Regions from separate parts of the Ovis aries genome. Here region 1 is linked to region 2. A link is a contact called in public Hi-C data. All regions are on one chromosome and are shown on one strand. The core of a region is the stretch at or near the end of the contact, and the rest is flanking DNA. Distances in the headings are between cores, read along the strand shown. Region 1 overlaps LOC121818076 (a long non-coding RNA gene). Region 2 overlaps DLC1 (DLC1 Rho GTPase activating protein).

Region 1 (2,855 bases), core at 278-2,777, 73 kb before region 2:
CTACTTCATTGACTATGCTAAAGCCTTTGACTGTGTGAATCACAAAAAAACTGTGGGAAATTCTTAAAGAGATGGGAATACCAGAACACCTTACTTGCCCTCTGAGAAACCTGTATGCGGGTCAAGAAGCAACAGTTAAAACTGGACATGGAACAACACACTGGTTCCAAACTGGGAAAGGGGTACATCAAGGCTATATATTGTCACCCTGCTTATTTAACTTATATGCAGAGTACATCATGCAAAATGCCAGACTGGATGAAGCACAAGCTGGAATCAAGATTGCTGGGAGAAATATCAATAACCTCAGATATGCAGATGACACCACCCTTATGGCAGAAAGTGAAGAGGAACTAAAGAGCCTCTTGATCAAAGTGAAAGATGAGAGTGAAAAAACTGACTTAAAATTCAACATTCCAAAAACAAAGATCAAGGCATCTGGTCCCATCACTTCATGGCAAGTAGATGGGGAAACAATGGAAATAATGACAGACTTTATTTCCTGGGGCTCCAAAATCACTGCAGATGGTGACTGCAGCCATGAAATTAAAAGACGCTTGTTCCTTGGAAGAAAAGCTATGACCAGCCTAGACAGCATATTAAAAAGCAGAGACATTACTTTGCCAACCAAGGTCCTTATAGTCAAAGCTATGGTTTTTCTAGTAGTCATGTATGGATGTGAGACTTGGATCATAAAGAAAGCTGAGCAGCGGAGAATTGCTGCTTTTGAATTGTGGTGCTGGAGAAGACTCTTGAGAACTCCTTGGACTACAAGGAGATCAAACCAGTCAATCCTAAAGGAAATCAGCCCTGAATATTCACTGGAAGGAATGATGCTAAAGCTGAAGCTCCAATACTTTGGCCACCTGATGTGAAGAGCTGACTCACTGGAAAAGACCCTGATGCTGAGAAAGATTGAAGGCAGGAGGAAAAGGGGATGACAGAGGATGAGATGGTTGGATGGCATCACCAACTCGATGGACATGAGCATGAGCAAGCTCCAGGAGTTGGTGATGGACAGGGAGGCCTGGTGTGCTGCAGTCCATGGGTCACAAAGAGCGACTGAGCGACTGAACTGAAGTGACTTCAGCAGCCCTCCACGACCTCATCACCAGCATGGTAAGAATCAGATACACGAAAGGCTTCATCTAATATTTCTCGGCTTCAACATCCTTTTGCCTGAATCATCACAACTTCATCACTTCTCTCCTGTTTCCTTTCTGACCTCTGACATGTGCCTTGGCTACATTTTATCTCCCCAAAACAAACTGCTGTAGAAACGTTAACAAGTTAGTCCCACATGTCTGTTGCAGGGACATTTTTCACATTTCCAAATCCTATGAATCACCAATAGCTTTCATGGGGGCCCTGGGGAACACAGCAGGGAAACAGCACGCTTTAATAAGGTTAAGGCAAGTCGGTATCACAAGGGAGCCAGTAGGTTTTCACAGCTGCAGAACCCAGTTCTATTCCACCAGATAGAACTCTAAGTAATAACATGAGTCATCAGCTTTGCCTGCCGACTGACTGGATTAGGATGGGGGTAGGTGGAAGCCATGACGGCGTGGGTGGTGGCCAAAGGTCAGGGAAGCCAGCAGGAGATCACAGAGAAAACAAGCCAAGTTCCGGAAGAGCTGCTTTCCCTTCATCCATTCTTCTGAAAACCCTACACTTTACGGCAAATTCACATCCTGAAAAGGGAACCTAGGGAGATGAGGGTGCGTTCCTAGCTGGTCACTTTATCCCACTTCATCCCAGATTCTTAGCTTTATATCCACCTTCAATCCATACCTCCAGCTCTTTGGGTTCTGCAAACATCTGATTTGCCTCTTAGCTTCTTGAAGTGGAGCCTGCTTCCTGTCCCACTGTGTCTGCTGAATCCCTCACTTTGAGCATCTCCTTACAGTCCTTGAAAATCCTAAGAAACCACTCCATCACCCCTGGCTGAACCAGTAGTCAGTGGTAAGCCTGGGAGAACCTGCACTCAAAGATCTGATCAAAAACATACTCTTGGGATTTCCCTGGTGGTTCAGTGGTTGGGAGTCCGCCTTCCAAAGCGGCAATGAGGATTTGGTCCCTGGTCGGGGAGATTCGAAACCACATGCCGTTGGACAATTAAGCCCTTGTGTGCTGCAACTAGGACCCGAGACAGCCAAATAAACACACAAATATGAAAGAAAGAAAAGACACGTTCTTGCTTAAAATCAATATTCGAAACTAAAAATATAGTTACCATATGATCCGGCGATCCTGCTACTAGGCATATATCTGGAAAAGGTGAAAATTAACTAGAAAAGTTACATGTACCCCAATGTTCAAAGCAGCACTATTCACAACAGCCAAGACATGGAAGTAAGCTAAATGTCCACGGACAGAGGAAGGGATAAAGAAGTGGTACATACATACAACTGAATGATATTCAGCCATACAAAAGAACGAAATGATGCCACTGGCAGCAACATGGATGGACCTAGAGATTATCCCCTGAAGTGAAGTCAGAGAGAGAGAGACAAATATCATATTATATTACTTACATGTAGAATGTAAAAAAAGAAAATGATACAAATGAGTTTATTTACAAAACAGAGGCCAACTCAAAGATTTTGAAAAAACAACAACAAAAAAAACTATGGTAACCAAAGGGGAAAGTGACAGGGGAGGGATAAATTAGGAGTTTGGGATTAACAGATACACACTACTACATAATGGGCTTCCCAGGTGGCAGAGTGGTAAAGAATCTGCCAACACAGGAGACGTGGGTTTGATCCTTAAGTCAGAAAGTTACTCTGGAGTGGGAAATGGCAACCCATTTTCCTTGCCTGGGAAATCCCATGGACAGCAGAGCCTGGAGGGCT
Region 2 (2,985 bases), core at 407-2,906:
CACCAAATATTTATGCATTTCAAACCACCTATTGCTAAGAAAAAAGATTTGAAGTAGTTTCTTAGATGATAACTCAATAGATTAGGAAAATGATTTCAAGAGAGGAATCCATCTTAAACCAACTTTAAGGTTCCTTGTTTTTCCGAGTCTCATTTTTTTTTTTTCCGCTAAGTGAAGAAGATGGTTTAAAATTATATAACTTGCTTCCTTTTAAACTTACTTTTTCAAGGCAAAAATACTTGGTTACAAACCTAAAATAGCACCTGCCTCCGTATCTCCACCATTCAAGACTGACATGCTCATCAAGTCTTCCACATGTGTCTGCAAAGCCTATTCTATGACAGTAAGCACCTCTCCCCAATCCATGGCTTTCGCCCTAGGTTCTACAGTGTCATAGCTCAGGAAAGATAAAATACTGTGCAAAACTGTAGTGCTACAAAACTTTAAGTTAGAAATAAAGGGAATAGTGAGGGATGGTACAGAAACTATTCACTCATATTACAGTCCACCCTGACAGAGAAACAAACGAAATCTAGAATTGAATGAAACATCAAGCTGCCTTATCAAAGACCGATGAAAATAAAAACATGGCAGATACTGGTTAATATAAGCAGATTTTAGCCACTCCTATGTCTAACCTCAAACAGGAAACACTACAGACAGACCCTGCTTTACTGTATCTCACAGATACTGCTGTTTTTACAAATGGAAGGTTTGTGGCAACTCTGTCAAGCAAGTCTATTATTGGGCCACTTTTCAACAGCCTTTTAAAAAATTAAGGTTTGCATTTCTTTTTTTTTTTTATTCAGATGTAATGCTATTGTGCACTTAATAGATGACATCATAATGTAAATGTAACTTTTATATGCACAAGGAAAGCAAAAAATCTGTATAACTTGCTTTATTCTTATGGTCTGGAACCAAACCTGCAGAACCTCCAAGACATGCCTGGGTTCAATTTGACTTTCTGACCCTTGAGCAAAAGGTGTAAGAAATAGAAGTATTATTGTCTCCTAGGTGAGCAAAAGAATTATTTTCATCAAAACTGCTTATGACATTCAGCTCCCCCAAACACACACAATCCATTGGTCAAAATTTGACCCAAGTATTTTTGTTTAGTTTAGGACATTATTGGTTTTCTAACATATGCTTTTCCTACAAACACATTAAAATCCTCATTTTGTTGCTTCCCTGTTTTATTTATACAAGAGGACAGGAAGAGGTCTCCTGCTCCAGTCAACTCACATATGACCTTGGACTAGTCCTTGAACTTCCAGGCAACTCAGCTGCCCCTCAGTAGGGAAGAGGCAATGTTTTTCCAGGCTGCCTTTGCATAGATCTGGAATTTCCCCTGGAATGACTTTTGCAAACGCATAAGCATCATACAAGATCCCTTTTTGGTGTCACACAGTTGGAAAAACAGAGCAGTAAAAGAGAGGTCTCTGATGGCCTCTCCAAACTCGGGAGGGCAGGTGAAAATGAGTGTCACAAAAGGCACGGCAGGGCGGGAGTGCATGGGCCACAGGCCATCTCACCTCCCAGGTCCCTTCCTCTCTGGCGTCCCAAGCGCTGCAACCTGGGAAATGCTATGAACTCAGGGTGTGGAAAACTTCTGTCCCTCAGACATCCTCTGGAGACTCTTGCAAGGAGGAGGAAGGCGCCTTTCTGTCGAGCTGCAGGAAGCAGCCTCTAGCCCTCTCCGCAGGACACTCAGAGGTGGGGCAGGGGAGAGAACAAAATGTGGATGGGAGGCGTCAAAGGCATCTGAGGACTCTATGCACTGACCTCAGCCTTCAGCTAGCTTTTGATTTTCCTCCTGGGGGCAGAGAGGGGAAGACATGAGAAGGCCACCCGGTTGAGGTAGAATGTGTGGATGGAAAAGGAGCTTACTTCCCACCGTGAAACTCACTCCAGTAGCAGCATAAAAAACAAGAATGAAAGATTAAGAGAGAGACTTGATTCCCACCCTGTGTGCTGGCTTGACTTCAGCAAAGGAATACTGTTTTTACCCTTTGGTCCTCAAGAACATTATTTCCTAATAGGTAGGCCTTTTCAAAATGCCATTCAAAATGTTTCCAATGACCTCTGGGAGAAAACTTTCCCTTGGAAACATTATTTTGGAGTGCTTTCACATAAGTAAGCACCGTTCAGTATAGTCAACAGAGACCAGAAAATGGTATCCAAAACTCCTTCTTCACATATTAAAGACAGAGGCTTGAGTTCTCCATTCACGAGGCCCCTGAGAGGGGACGCAGAAACCACTCATTTGTCAACCTGGGACCCTAACATTACAGCTCTCTACCTACCAGCACAAAGAAACTGTGGAGTAACTGCAAGGCTCCGTTTGGCCACCAAATATTGTTTCCTCAACCGAATCAACTCCTGCCAAATGCATGTCCACAACTGGAATCTACAGTCACAGACACCTGGTTGAAATCCTAGCTTTGTCATGTACAGTAAGTGATCTCAGGCAAGGTATTTAACTCTCTCCCAGGGCTCAGGTTCCTCATCTTAGGAAAGGAAATAATTAGAGCTACTTTGTGAGGTTGTATGAAGATTACATGTGACAATGAAAGCAAACTTAAGAATACATTTTAACTTCTATAATGTGGCTCAGTGTGTTAAGAGTCTGCCTGCAACGCAGGAGACGTGGGTTCAATCCCTGGGTCAAGAAGATCCCCTGGACGAGGGCATGGTAACCCACTCCAGTATTCTTGCCTGGAGAATCCCTGTGGACAGAGGAGCCTGGTGGGCTACAGTCCATAGAGTCGCAAAGAGTCGGCCACGACTGCGATGACTGAGCGCGCATACATAATGTCACTACTATTCTGTTAAAAGTCTATGTATTAAAAAAAAAGTCTATGTATTTTTTATAAAAACTAAAAAGAAGTATCCACACTAGAGAAGGCTGACTGTTGCTTATTAGAAACTATAAAATGTTTATATATACATATACATGTACATACACATATATACAGACATATA

The links. A called contact is a pair of places that touch in the nucleus more often than the background predicts.
Region 1: a Hi-C map of liver shows a contact between it and region 2, with 2.3 times the contacts expected there. The contact joins two enhancer-like sites. A contact is called at or near these places in 4 of 16 Hi-C or Micro-C datasets (hypothalamus, liver and tail adipose tissue).

The regions. Positions count from the first base shown.
Region 1 is chr26:23,118,878-23,121,732 of ARS-UI_Ramb_v3.0, reverse strand. The region is part of intron 2 of LOC121818076 (a long non-coding RNA gene); the gene reads right to left. Among named protein-coding and RNA genes, the nearest start is that of TRMT9B, 99 kb to the left of the region's middle. Within about 2 kb of position 1,527, at least 2 of the 54 cell types and tissues checked have an H3K27ac peak or open chromatin away from gene starts, as enhancers often do. A contact at or near this core is called in liver, where this site is marked.
Region 2 is chr26:23,045,487-23,048,471 of ARS-UI_Ramb_v3.0, reverse strand. The region is part of intron 5 of DLC1 (DLC1 Rho GTPase activating protein); the gene reads right to left. Among named protein-coding and RNA genes, the nearest start is that of TRMT9B, 170 kb to the left of the region's middle. Within about 2 kb of position 1,656, at least 3 of the 54 cell types and tissues checked have an H3K27ac peak or open chromatin away from gene starts, as enhancers often do. A contact at or near this core is called in liver, where this site is marked.